2 separate regions of the Sus scrofa genome follow, and region 2 is linked to region 1. A link is a contact called in public HiChIP or PLAC-seq data. All regions are on one chromosome and are shown on one strand. The core of a region is the stretch at or near the end of the contact, and the rest is flanking DNA. Distances in the headings are between cores, read along the strand shown.

Region 1 (6,597 bases), core at 2,298-4,797:
TATCACTGGCATATAACTGGAGGGAAACCTGGGACTTCCCAGTACATTTTTAACAACTTTTTGTGAATCTCTAATTATGTCCTTAGACAAACTCCTTTTCTGCTTGTAGCACTGTAAATTTCTTTTACCCGATAAATACAAGCAAAAATTACCACTTAATGTCACTTTGAGTTTAGGGATCCACTTCAGATTTTTTTTTCTTTTTAGGGCCCCACTTGCAGTATATGGAAGTTCCCACACTAGGGGTCAAATCAGACCTGCAGCTGCTGGCCTACATCACAGCCACAACAACGCTGGATCCCCAACCCACTGAGCAAGGCCAGGGATCCAACCCATGTCATCATGGATACTAGTTGGATTCTTTTCTGCTTCACTACAACAGGAACTCCCTCACTTCAGAATTTTAAATTATATCTTAGCATTAGATTATTTAAATATGTTTTTCAGAAAGTATAAAAAATATATATCCATTCTTGGAGTTCCTGCTGTGGCTCAGCAGTCACAAACCCGACTAGTATCCAGGAGGATGCAGGTTCTATCCCTGGCCACACTTAGAGGGTTGAGTATACTGTGTTGCCGTGAGTTCTGGTGTAGGTCAAAATGCGGCTCAGATCTGGTGTTGTCGTGGCTGTGGTGTAGGCTGGCAACTGCAGCTCTGATTCAACCCCTTGCCTAGGAACTTACTGTATATGCCGCAAGTGTGGCCCCCCAAAAAAGATAAAGAAAAATTATATATATATGTAAAATGCAAGCTATTCTCAAGCTATTTAAATAGACTATTTCTAGCAGAAATAAGACAGCAGAAACTGTCCAACGGTAGAAACTTTTTAATTAGGTGTGCATAAAAGAAAAGGGCAAATTTATTGGGCTTATTCTAAATAATCAGTCACAAGTTCCAGTCACTAATATGTGTACCTGGACAGCAATCTGTTCCTATATATTACTTTCTCAGTATGCTCTGGCAGACTCCTCCTCCTTTTTATTTATTTGTTTATTTTTTGTTTTTTTGCCTTTTCTAGGGCCACTCCCGCAGCATGTGGAGGTTCCCAGGCTAGGGGTCAAATCAGAGCTACAGCTGCCAGACTGTGCCAGAGCCACAGCAATACCAGATCCGAGCTGCATCTGCAACCTACACCACAGCTCAGGCCAATGCTGGATCCTTAACCCACTGAGCAAGGCCAGGGATCGAGCCCACAACCTCATGATTCCTAGTCAGATTTGTTAACCACTGAGCCATGACAGGAACTCCAAAAAATACCTAACTTTTCTTGAAGGTCATGTTCTAGACTTTAGCCTAAGCATCATTCGTGGATTATCTCATGTAATCCTTATATCCATCCTGAAATTTGTTACTATTATCATCCCCCTTTTACAGATATTAAATATTTTTTTTACAGAGGTTAAATAATTTTACAGAGGTTAAATAATGTACCCAAGGTCAGCATGTGATGTGACTGAAGCCAGAGCCTGAAGTTTTAGAGCTTACCCTGTTCTTAAAAAGTACGTTCTAATGAGGTTTGGTCTGGAGCATACTAAGATTTCCCAAGTAACTTTATATACTATATCTTATCTCCCAATTAAAATTTCACCTTCTATTTAGAACAGTGCTGTCCAGAAGAATTTGCTGCAATAATGGAAATATTTTATTCTGTGCTGTCCAGTGAGTGGTCTCTAGCCATGTGTGGCTCTTTAGCACTTGATATATGGATAGTGGAATGAAAAGCTACATTTTAAATTTAATTTAAATTTCAATGGCCACATGTGGCTGGTGGGTACTGTATTGGATCGCATGGATCTAGAGGATAAGGAATGGTTTTATTTCTTCTGATTCTCTGTGAAGACAAGGCTTAGGGAGATCAGTAAATGCTGAGTTAATGACAAAGAATGAACAGTCTTTAAGGGGGAATTTTCTCACCTTTAAACTAAAGAGCTGAAATCCTCATTATACCAGGACTTTCACTGTAATAAAACCTTATAATAAGCATATGATACAGCCTGCCGTCTAGAGGAGTTCATGGAGATAATAAAGAGGATCTATAAATTACAAGCAGTGTTTTTTGAAAGGCTGACAATCTTTTATAATTGCTGGCTACTGCTTTTTTTCTTTGTTTTTTGGCCATACCCACAGCATATGGAAGTTCCTGGGCAAGGGATCAAATCTAAGCTGTAGCTGGGACCTCCACCACAGCTGTGGCAATGATGGCTTCTACTTTAAATACATAGTTATAGCTTTGCCTAATAAAAAAGATCACTGCTTAATTATTTCTTGACAAAATATGGAATCCATAGAGAGAAAAACAATAAGGTGTGATGAAGGGATGAAAATGGTTAAGAATTGCAACTAAATGGGCATTTCCTGCAGAAACTGCACTCTACAGCAGACCTCTTTATAAATGTTTTTTGTTTTTTTATTTTGCTTTTGTTTTTTTTGTCTTTTTAGGGCTGCACCCTACACTTATGGAAATTCCTGGGCTAGGGGTCAGATTGGAACTGTAGCCGCTGGCCTAGGACACAGCCGCAGCAATGCCGGATCCAAGCTGCATCTGCAACCTACATCACAGCTTGTGACAATGCCAGATCCTTAACCCACTGAGTGAGGCCAGGGATCGAACCTGTGTCCTCATGGATGCTGGTCATATTCATTTCCACTGAGTCAGGATGGGAACTCCTTCAAATGTTTTTAGAGTAAACAACTGCCAAGTTCTCATTGACTTCATTCTGTCACTTATTCATCATATATATACATATACCTTCTTATAGTCATGTTCTGAATACGGGGCAAAATATCATGAATAATAATAGGTATCTTTTGAAAATAAACTGGGGTTCTAGATCCAATCAGAGTCCCTGGAAATGGTCAAGTCCTGTGCCCTATTTCCTGACCCACATACACAATGCAGCTCCTACCCTGCTCCCCACCTGATGTCCACTTTATTTAAAAGAATGCATCTCCAGAAGTCTTAGTGATTTTATCACAGTTTGTGCTGCTATAGAACTTGTCTTTTCTTTGCTGTTTTTTAAAAATTTAATCTTAGATTTCAGAATCATCAAAGAAAGTGGCCCAGTTTCTCTGGAGATCCCAAACCATGTTCTTTTGATTCAATGAAATCAGCTCTTTATATTTTAGGAGCCTAATATCCCTTGGAAAATAATTTACAATTAACATAATACCTAAAGGAAAAAAAGAAAAATACCCAATTCTTCACATTCAAACCAAAAAGATGTAAGCCCGAGGTCCAGTTTTATACATGCTTAGTGCAGAATTGGGCGATTATTCCATATTTTGCAAGATAGTATAACTTGACCACTTGCAACTGAAATCCCAAAGCCATCACTGTTAAACGCTTCACTCCGCCTTCCTGGGGAGGCTCTTAGAGCATAAGCAGCATCAACTAGCCAGAGGAGGCCGCTATCTAGTGTGCCTGGGTGTTTGGCCTCTGACACACCAATGTTATCAGACCAGCTGCAGGCTCCACCATGAAGTGTTTTTTTTTTTTTTTTTTTTTTTTTTTTTTCTGTGTGTGAGGGTAAACCTCATGGCCAAATCCTCCTAATCATCTTGCAGTGCTGGTCACGGGACTGTAGAGGGAACGGCTCCCAAATGGGGATGGGAAGCTAACAGGCACTGCCCCGTTGCTGATGCAAATCTTCCCAGCCCAGGCTCTCTCGGGTCTCTGCCAAGAGTTGGCCTGGAGGGCTCAATTTGCTGTAATGGTTGCAATTTGACAGCATCCGGGATGCTGTACAGAGGACAGGAGCGGGAAGGGGGAGGAGATGTTGGGCCCCTTTGCAAAACACAACGCCAGAAAAGACAGGATGAATTTATTGTGACCAGTGATCCCCGAGTTGGAAGGAAACTCAAGGCTTTAAAGCTCGGGGAGACCCTCTAACTCCAGCTCTGCTCTCAAAGCTTAATCTCCACGAAGAGTGAAGGCTACTGCCTGTTAGCGGCACGGGGTGCGGTCCGGGGCGAGGTAAGAAGACCCTCTCAGGATCCGCCGCCCCAAGTCCGGCCGCCTGAGCGGAACGAGCTCGCTCCCGGGAGGCGTCACAAAGGGCCGAGGCCTGCGGAGGCCGCGCGCGCAGCTCTCCGGGGCGGAGCCGCCCGGCCCGGGCTGAGGCTGCGCCGGCTTAGCGGAGGCTGCAGCCGCCGGGGCGGGTGGGGGGTGGCGGGGGGTGCCCAGCCTCCCAGCTCGGAGGTCGCCGGGGCGGAGAGGATGCTGCAGCTGCAGCCCGAGCTGCCAAGCGGGTCCGCGGAGCTCCCCGGCGCCCGCCGCAGCGGAGGGGCGCAGAGCGTGGCACCGGCCGGGCGGAGCTAGAGGCGGGCGTCTGCACCGCGTCGCGCCACCCGCAGCTCTCCGCCTCCGGCCGGCCAGGGAGTCAGTCGTGGCCGATGTCCTGACCGGTGGCGCATCTGCAGGGTTGGCCAGGCGCCGCTCTTGGGAAGAGGCCTGAGGAGTCCCGGCGGCGGCAGCGTCCAGCAGCTCCGGACGCTGGTCCCCCGGGGCGCGCGCCTGGGCGTTCCTCCCTCCTGCCCTAGCTCCTCGTCACCACACGGTCCTCCCCCGACCCCTCCTTCCACCCACCCTGGAGGATGCGCTCCCCCGCGCCCAGCGGCAGAGGCCACGGCTCCCAGAAATGCGTGCACTGGATCCCCTTCTCCGGGACCCGAGGAGCCGGCGCAGCCGCCCTGTAGGTAGGTAGGTGAGGAGGGGACCAGCCCTCGCCGCCGCCCGCGGCTGATGCTGCCGCTGGGGAGGGGCGGGGGGCTGGGGCCAGGACCCGTCAAACTTGCCTCCTGCCGGGGCTCGGTGCGGCTCTCGGAGGTGTGCTAATGGCGCTGGGCACAGCCCCTGGATACCTGACCACCTCTTCTGGAGCTCCGGAGGCCGAGCGGTGGCGAAGGAGAGCTTGACCCTTCCCCGCCCACCTCCTGGGCCCGGTGGGGTGCGCGCTGCGGGCGAGGGTGGGGAGGACGAGTTGGTTTGTGGGTTATTGGGGGTTGGGGGGAGCGTTTGATTTTCAGCAGCTCAGGTGGAAATGTGTCACCGTATTTTTTTCGGCTTGATAAACAGATGCCTTCTTCCTGTTTTCTCCCAATATATAGCCGCTCAAAGCGTTAATTTAGCGGCATATAGAAGTCGCTCTGGATTTTGTGTATTTCAGAGCTGGCTGACTGATATGTAAGACTGATATCTCAAACCCTTACAGTCAGCATTTTGGGGCCAGTTAAAGGAGGCCCTTCTAGAAGTCGAACATTCAGGAGATAGATGAGGCTGGGGTATTCCTGTGCTGCCTACTTGGGAGCCTCTTGCTTTCGTGAAGGGATGCGTTTAAGGAGCGAGGTAAGTTTGATACAGGTGTAGGGAGTTGGGAATCTGCTGGAAGGATGCTCGGAGTTGGCCAGCAGAGGCAGCCTTGGGCGCATGTATTTCTGAGGAACTGGTTATGAATTCTTTCTCTCCCAAGTGTAAAGTTCATATATCAGGGCTTTTGGCAAGATTATCTCTTCAAAGGCAATCATTTTTCAGTTTTGTATCAAGCAATAAGGTTTAGAGTTTTGGAAAGTGGATGATTGTAAACTCTTTTTATTAACGTATTATGATTTTAGAGCTTTGGAAGATGAACCTGTGGAAACTCCAGGACAGAGCCTTCCTCTTGTTCAATCTTGTAACCCCTTGGCCTGGTGCACAATGAGCGCTCATTAGTTATTCTATTTTGTATGTATGTACGTATGATATGTATGTTTGTATTTTGTCTTTTTAGGGACACACCTGCGACATATGGAGGTTCCCAGGTTAAGGATTGAATCTGTAGCCGCCAGCCACAGCCACAGCCACGCCAGATCTGAGCCCCTTCTTTGACCTACACCACAGCTCAGGGCAACAGAGAGTGAGGCCAGGGGTAGAACCTGTGTCCTCATGGACAGATTCGTTTCCCATGAGCCACGATGGGAACTCATTAGTTATTTTTTTTTTTTTGAATAAACTATATTTCAAACTTCATCTAAAGACAATTTAGGATTAAAATGTATTTGTCCTCTGGCCATTGAGGTTTAACTGGATTTTAAAATTATTTCTTTTTTTTTAATAGTCCAATTCAGTTATTCCAACACAAGTTGAATTTTGATAATTTTAGGACCATATGTATTCTTCTCTGTGTTATTAAATAAGGTAATTCAGCCCAAATCTTAATATAAGTTACTTTCATTTATAAGCTTACATTTTTTCCCCAATTGGTAATCGAACTTATTTTAATTAAACTCTAAAATACAATTAAAAAGTACAATTCATGTTGAAAGGAGATTCTAGGTTACTCCAGAGGTAACAGTGATTTGGTTAATAAGTGACATATTAACTCAATTTAGAGTTGAGTTGTTGTGGTTGACCTAATTATAATGTATTTTATTACAGGTAGAGGCAAAAATAAAGCATTTAGAAGTGTCTGTGATGCCTAAATGATTCAAAATACATGGTATAGATATACATTTTCAATTGTACGGGTTTTCTCAGTATAGAAGCATATCAGTTTTCAAGTTTGACAACCAGGGTCGTTGTGAAATCAAGGGTTTGGAAGATTTAGTGCCCTTCTGCTTTT
Region 2 (6,597 bases), core at 2,695-5,194, 720 kb before region 1:
TAAAATGGAATTATTTAAATAAATTGTGATGCATCTACATAGTAAAATTCTATATGGTCACAAATCAGGATGCTGTGCAGATGTCTTAAAAGTGAGAAAAATGGTCAGGATATATTACTAAGTTTTTTTAAAAAGGCAGAAAAAAGAGCCTATAGCATTTGAATCTTTTGTACACACAGATTTAAACACTAGGATAAAATTTATCAATATGTTAAAGCAGTTTAAGTGGTTATTTTGGGTAGAAGATAACAGTTCCTCCCTCCATTTCTTCCCTTCTTCCTTTTTCCTTCCTCCCTTCCATTCGTCCTCTTTATCCCTCCTCATCCTCCTTCTTATTCTTGATATCCTCTGTTTCCAAGCATTTGGGCTTTTATTTTATTTAGTAATCTGAAGGAATGTAGTGCTTTGTTTTATTTTATTTTATTTCATTTTTTTTTTTAATTTTTCACTTTTTTTAGGGCTGCAGCCACGGCATATGGAGGTTCCCAGGCTAGGGGTCTAATCAGAGCTGTTGCTGCCGGCCTACACCTTGGCCACAGCAACACCAGATCTCAGCCAGGTCTGCAACCTACACCACAGCTCAAGGCAATGCCGGATCCTCAACCCACTGCGGGAGGCCAGGGATCAAAAGTGCAACTTCAGGGTTCCATTCATTTCCACTGCGCCACAATGGGAACTCCGAGTTTTGTTTTATTTTTAACTTTATCTCATAAAGTCTTCTGTTTGGATTTTCTTCAGGGAATTTAGGTGGAAAAAGAAAGCAAAATAGTTGTGTTCCTCTCTTTAGTACTAAAGTCCCTTTTTCCTTAGTGATTTCAAGTCTTCTTCTTCCATGGGTGAAGAGGAGAGAAAATAGGAGAATGAGGATCCATGTTCTACTGTGTCTTTCGGAAGTGGACCTGGAAAATCATTCCACTGGTTCACTCTTCTTCAGGAAAGGAATTTTTAAAATTAAATTATATCTATTTCTTTTTACCTGTTTTGATAGTTGAAGGACTAATAGAAAAGCCCAAGTCAAGTATTTGTTGTATAGTTATTTTGTGGTATTTATATATTATGTATTTCTTCTCCACAACAGTTATGAAGAAATTTGCTTTACCTTTAGTATGTAAAATTAAAATGTCATAGCTTTTCTGATATTTCATTACGTTTTTAAAATATATTAATAAATCTAGGTTCTTTAATTATCTAATTAAAGTCTAAATTAAAATTTTCAGAGAAGCAAAAACAAGTCATGCTTAAAGGCCAGGATACAAAAGGTGGTAATAGAAAAAATGATGTTCAATAACAACCAAAATCACTTGACTATGTCAGTTCTCAAACTTGACATTTTCTCTTGACATTCAAGTCTTGGTTTTAGGGAAGGTGCAGAGCTCATTGCAAATTACAAAATAATGAAGTTGAAACTAGTAGTGGCAGAATATTGGTGATAGTGTTTACACTGGAACTAACAACTGTATACAGCCTGACATGGAGCAGATGGTCTGAGTTTAGAGATTAAGCTTGTGTTAAATAAGTGAAATTTTTGCTACTGTAACTACATTTTCAACCCATCTTTTTTTTTTTTTTAATGACTCCTAACAGTACAATTATCACAGGCGCTTCATATGTTTCATTTCAGGGGAAATTAATGGTAGGGTCACCACTAAACTTTGCACTTTAACTTCATGCTACTCATGTCCCAGATCACCAAGGGTGCTGGGCCCAGGATTGAGATAAGTCTGAGTCTGTCTGAAAGGTGGAGATGCCATGGTTCTATTTTCACAAAGCCCAGAGGAATCCCATCAGAAGGAAGTCATGACAAGGAAAAGAGTGGCAGAACTACCCAAAGCCTTCAGCAATTCCAGGGTCGACTAGGTTCAGTTTCAAGGAAAGCCAAAGCGAGTGACTTGGACCTGAGGGATAAGGAACAAATGTGGGCACTGCAAGAACAAGTTCTTGGAACACCTGTGACGGGGTGGGCAGGGAGCAAGACCCAGAACTATGGGAGGACCTTGAGAGGTTTGATTCCTATAGACCCTGTGGAGATACACTTCTTTATATTCATGTTTGTTACTTTGGTCTTACTCTCAGCATACTGTCACCCCAAAACCATGGACTGCTTTTATATCCCTCTAGTAAGAATAGAAAGTATCTATTATTATTATTATATAATAATATCTATTCATTATTATATCTAGTCACTTGTGATGGAACATGATGGAGGATAACGTGAGAAAAAGAATGTGTATATATATATATGACTGGGTCACTGCTGTACAGCGGAAATTGACATAACATTGTAAATCAACTATAATAGAAAAAATAAAAACCTTAAAAAAAAGAAAAGTAGTTATCAGATGGCATACACAAAAGACACATACATGTGGGCTTCTTGTCCCCTGTCTTTAAAACAATAAACACTAGGATTGGGAGAAAACAGCATTTACTAGGAAATCAATTATCCAAGATGGAAAAAAAAAATCCCTAAATAGCATTCAATCTTCCAAATAAAAATTCTTCATTCTTGGGTCAGACTGATAAATGAGATGGCATTTAGACCCATTGATTCGATTCGTCCCTTTACGGAGCCATCAGACACACGACGGAAATGCTCTTTAGTGTCATCCTGCTTTCTTAGTACTGTGTAGCTAGTCACCTTTCTATCATTTGTATCCGAACAATATTTTAGAACAACCAATAACAACTTCAAGAGGACAATTTTGACACACTTCACAGCTCCTTCCTATTACATTAATGCGTAAATTGAATTCCCTCTCAAGATGGGGGAAAAAGTAAAAGGTTGGCTTCCCAAAAATGTTTTCATTGGCTTTAGGGAACTAAAATGCACCAGTCTGGGTGACTAATACTTCCTGGAAAATAAAGATAGATCAACACATAATTAAGTTCTGGCTCAAATATAATTGTTGTCTTGGAAACAGTTTTGGGGTAAATATGGTTATGCTAATGAAACTTTTCATGATTTCCACCAATGATCCAGTTTATTAACTAGGCCAGACCATCTTACTACCTTATGCTACAAATTTTGGAATATTCAAGGGGTTAAAAAAGTTCCTAAGAGAACTGTGACAAGGAGGGAAAGGGATACATCTTAAATTCGTTATTTATCAGCTTTCATAAGGCTTCCAGTTGGAGGAGTAGGTTAAGAGTGCTTTTTGGCGTATTTGTGGCTTTCAAACATCCTTCCTACTTCATTAAACAGAAAACTATATATACCGCGTTTTGAATTAATAATTCCTAGCGTTATTTCTCTGAACTCCCTCTTCGGAGGATTTAAAATGAGACGAACTCAAGAGGAACACGCGACACCAAAGCCCTCAAGTAGCCAGTGTTTTCTAGTTCCAGCTTTCAGTAAAGAGTTTTGTAGGAAGTTTCTACTCACAGCGTAGCCCAAAGGGCAGCTTGCCTGCTCTGGAGGTTTTGGTCGAGGCCCAGTGTGAACTCCGGGCGCGAGAGCGCATCCCGGCTCTGAGATCACACCCACTCGGGGTGTGCGTGAGTGAGTGCGCGGTGCCCGCGCGCGTGTGTACGTGTGGGGAGGTGTGCGCCAAAGGGGTGGGGTGAGGGGCGGCGAAGAGTGCTCTAGGTGAAGCACGAGGAGCGGGAGAAGGAGGTCGCGCGCTCCGGCCTCTCCCCCAGGGGCCGCGGCGGCTGGCTCGCGCTCCGGCTGCCCCTCCGGGTGCGCGCCGCGGCGGCGCCACAGGCCCCTGGACCCTTGGACCACCGCCCTCCGGCCGCCCGGTTTGCAGCGGGGTCCGGCGATGGCGCGGGACTGACGGCCGCCTCCCCTCAGACCCTTCTGTCCCGCCCGGGGCTCCCGGGGGCCGCGGCACCGCCCCGACCTGCATGTGGGGAGGGCGCGCCGGTTGCCGGAGCGAGCGGCCCTCGGCGCCCCCGAGGCGGTGCCCCGCCGCGCGGGAGGACGAGGAGGAGGAGCCGCGGGCCGGGCCGGGCTCCCTGCGCGCCGCTGCCCGGGAGCACGGGCTCCCCGGAGGGAGCTCGGGGCGTCCCAGCCCCGGAGGAGGGACCCGGAAGCAGAAGCGGAGCCGCGAGTCGAGCCGAGCCTCTGCCCCCGCTGCCCGCCGGCGCCGGGTAGGGGTCCCGGCGGCTGGATGGGCAGCGGCGGCTCGGGCCGCGGGCGGCGATGGGCGAGGAGCAGAGCACGGTGAGCGGCGGCGGCGGGCCCCGGGAGGCGCGGACTCCCGCTAGTGGCGCCGCGGGCCATCCCGAGCCCCCGAGGCCGCCGGGGGACAGCGCCGGGGCGCCCGGGCCGCGCACCGCCTCCGCGGAGCTGAGCGGCCGCAGCTGCGGAAGCAACTCGGGCTGCGCGGATACGAGCGCCCCGGAGCCAGAGAGGAGCCGGGGAACTCCGAGCTGGAGGAAAAGCCACGCGCCGGGTCAACCCTCGGGACTGGCCCTCACCGGGCCCCTCAACCCCCAGGCTTTGCAACAGCAGCTGGCCAAGGAGGAGGAGGAAGCGAGGAGCCGAAACGAGGGAGGGGATGAACAGCAGGAGGCGCCCCCGGGCGAGGAGTCCGAGCCCCGGACCCGCGTCGGGGTCCCGGACGGACTGGTCCTGGACGTGCTAGGGCAGCGGCGCCCGCCTCCCGCCAAGAGACAAGTCTTCTGCTCTGTTTTCTGCGTGGAGAACGACCTGCCCGAGGTCCCCTCGGCGGAGCGGCTTTCGCTGACCGCGTCGTCGCCACCTCGGGCTCCTCCAGTGATCAACCCTCCCAGCACCCCCTCCTCCTTCCCTAGCCCCCCGCTGTCTCTCCCAACGGACCCCCTGTCTCCCGACGGCGGCAGCATCGAGCTGGAGTTCTACCTGGCGCCCGAGCCATTCTCCGTGCCCAGCTTGCTGGGAGCTCCACCCTACTCTGGCCTGGGTGGGGTCGGGGATCCCTATGCGCCCCTTATGGTGCTGATGTGCCGGGTGTGCCTGGAAGACAAGCCCATCAAGCCCTTGCCCTGCTGCAAGAAGGCCGTGTGCGAGGAGTGCCTCAAAGTCTACCTGAGTTCCCAGGTAAGCTCAGCACCTCTATCCTTCCTCTGTTCCCCATTCAGCATTCCAGAGCACTGGCCAGGATGGCCAGCTCGCCAGCTCCCTGCTCTGCTCGCGGGAGGAGGTGATGAATGCCCTTACAGAGGACCTCTGTCAGTTTCTCACTTCTCTGTTGTTGTCCTTAGAATATTTAAGTGTGTTTGTCTTCACTGGTTAAGGTGACCGGAATTTAATTCTGCGTGAACTTCAGGCTTTGATCAGCAACCGTAGAACCAGGTGGTACACTTGAATTGCCCTCTGCTTATTTCTTTTATTAGATTGCCAGCAAGACCTTGCAGGAGGAAGAGGGCAATGAGAGTGCTTTTGAGGCCTGGTATTCCAGAACCTCAAATAGTGGGCAGAAAATAAACATATGTTGAGTTGGTGGAGAGAAGTGTTGCAAGGAATGATACCTGAATTTGAAATTTTGCTCCATTTAGTTAGTCCAGGAAAAGCGTTTTTAATTTATTTATTCCTGGCTCTGGTCCACTTTTCAGTTTCTTTTTCCACAGGGAAGTTGAAGTACTTTTTCAGCGGGCTTTATTTCTTTAAGAGGGAACAAAACAGAAAGAGCAAAGCAAAGTAAGGCTAAGAGGCTTAGCAAAACAAGCACTGGTGAAACGTTCTTCCTCAGCTCCTTATTTGAAAGCTTGTTTTTTTTCTTGGAAAGTTTAAGAGTGTAACAGGCCGACTTTCCTTCACTGGTGGTGAATGCTTCCTTCCAGCAGTTTTCAGTCTGTTATGTTTCTGCCAGTGTTTTGCACAATCTGGAATGCCCTTTGATCTGGTGTCTGATTGTCCTGGGCCTATTCATCTTTCAAAACCCAGGCTGTTCAGGTGCCAACTTTTCTGTGAAGTCTTACCTCACTCTCTGGGCTGCTGCTTATATACTTTCAAAATACTTATGTGTGTTCCGTATGTGTCCGTTTTTCAGGCAGGAGTCTATGGACGGTGTCTTACAGCCCCTGTGTCTGGTAGTTTCATGTTGATATCTTTTCCCATGTTAGTGTCTGATAACACTGACTGGAGTGAACTGAACAGGATTTCACGCCATGCGGTTTCTCTGTGTGTCCTGGCTAATCCGTGCTTGTGTCTAGACTGAAAGTGTATAATGTGCCCAACGGAAAACGCAAAGGGGAATTTGGACAGAACGGAATGTTATGCAAACAGTGACTTAGCCAAGATGGTTGAGATTCTCCAAACGCCTGTGTGGGACTCTGATGTCTCGTTCATGCTTTACCCACAAACAGAAACTTCAAACAGGAGGAAAACCTGCTGCTCATTGTGGCAGTTTCTATGACATCACTGTCAAACAGTGAGATAGACATTGGTGCCATTGGTAGTGGGATACAGACATTCCCAGGATATGGGCCCTGCTCCAAGGAAGTCACCTTGTGTGTATACAGGATGTATGCACAAGAATAATACAAGGTAGCATATAATGAGGTGTAAACAGAGTACCAATACCATGTAGGACAGAGATGCTGGATACAAATACAGAGGCATTTAGAGGTTCAAGGGAGGTAGTCATTGAGGACATTGAGGATGGGATATTC

Evidence for each region. HiChIP or PLAC-seq counts read pairs in DNA pulled down with a chosen protein or histone mark.
Region 2: an H3K27ac HiChIP or PLAC-seq map of alveolar macrophages shows a contact between it and region 1. The contact joins the promoter of LOC110256655 here to the promoter of NCOA7 in region 1. A contact is called at or near these places in 2 of 47 Hi-C or Micro-C datasets (embryonic fibroblasts and liver) and 2 of 2 datasets of contacts at active chromatin or transcription factors (alveolar macrophages and skeletal muscle).

Annotation. Positions count from the first base shown.
Region 1 is chr1:37,191,663-37,198,259 of Sscrofa11.1, reverse strand. NCOA7 (nuclear receptor coactivator 7) reads left to right here and starts at 3,547. Exons shown (of 16, transcript XM_021088655.1): 1 at 3,547-3,974.
Region 2 is chr1:37,909,566-37,916,162 of Sscrofa11.1, reverse strand. LOC110256655 reads right to left here and starts at 3,944. Exons shown (of 3, transcript XM_021072815.1): 1 at 3,383-3,944. The coding sequence starts at 3,848. RNF217 (probable E3 ubiquitin-protein ligase RNF217) reads left to right here and starts at 4,041. Exons shown (of 6, transcript XM_021072754.1): 1 at 4,041-5,023. The coding sequence starts at 4,145.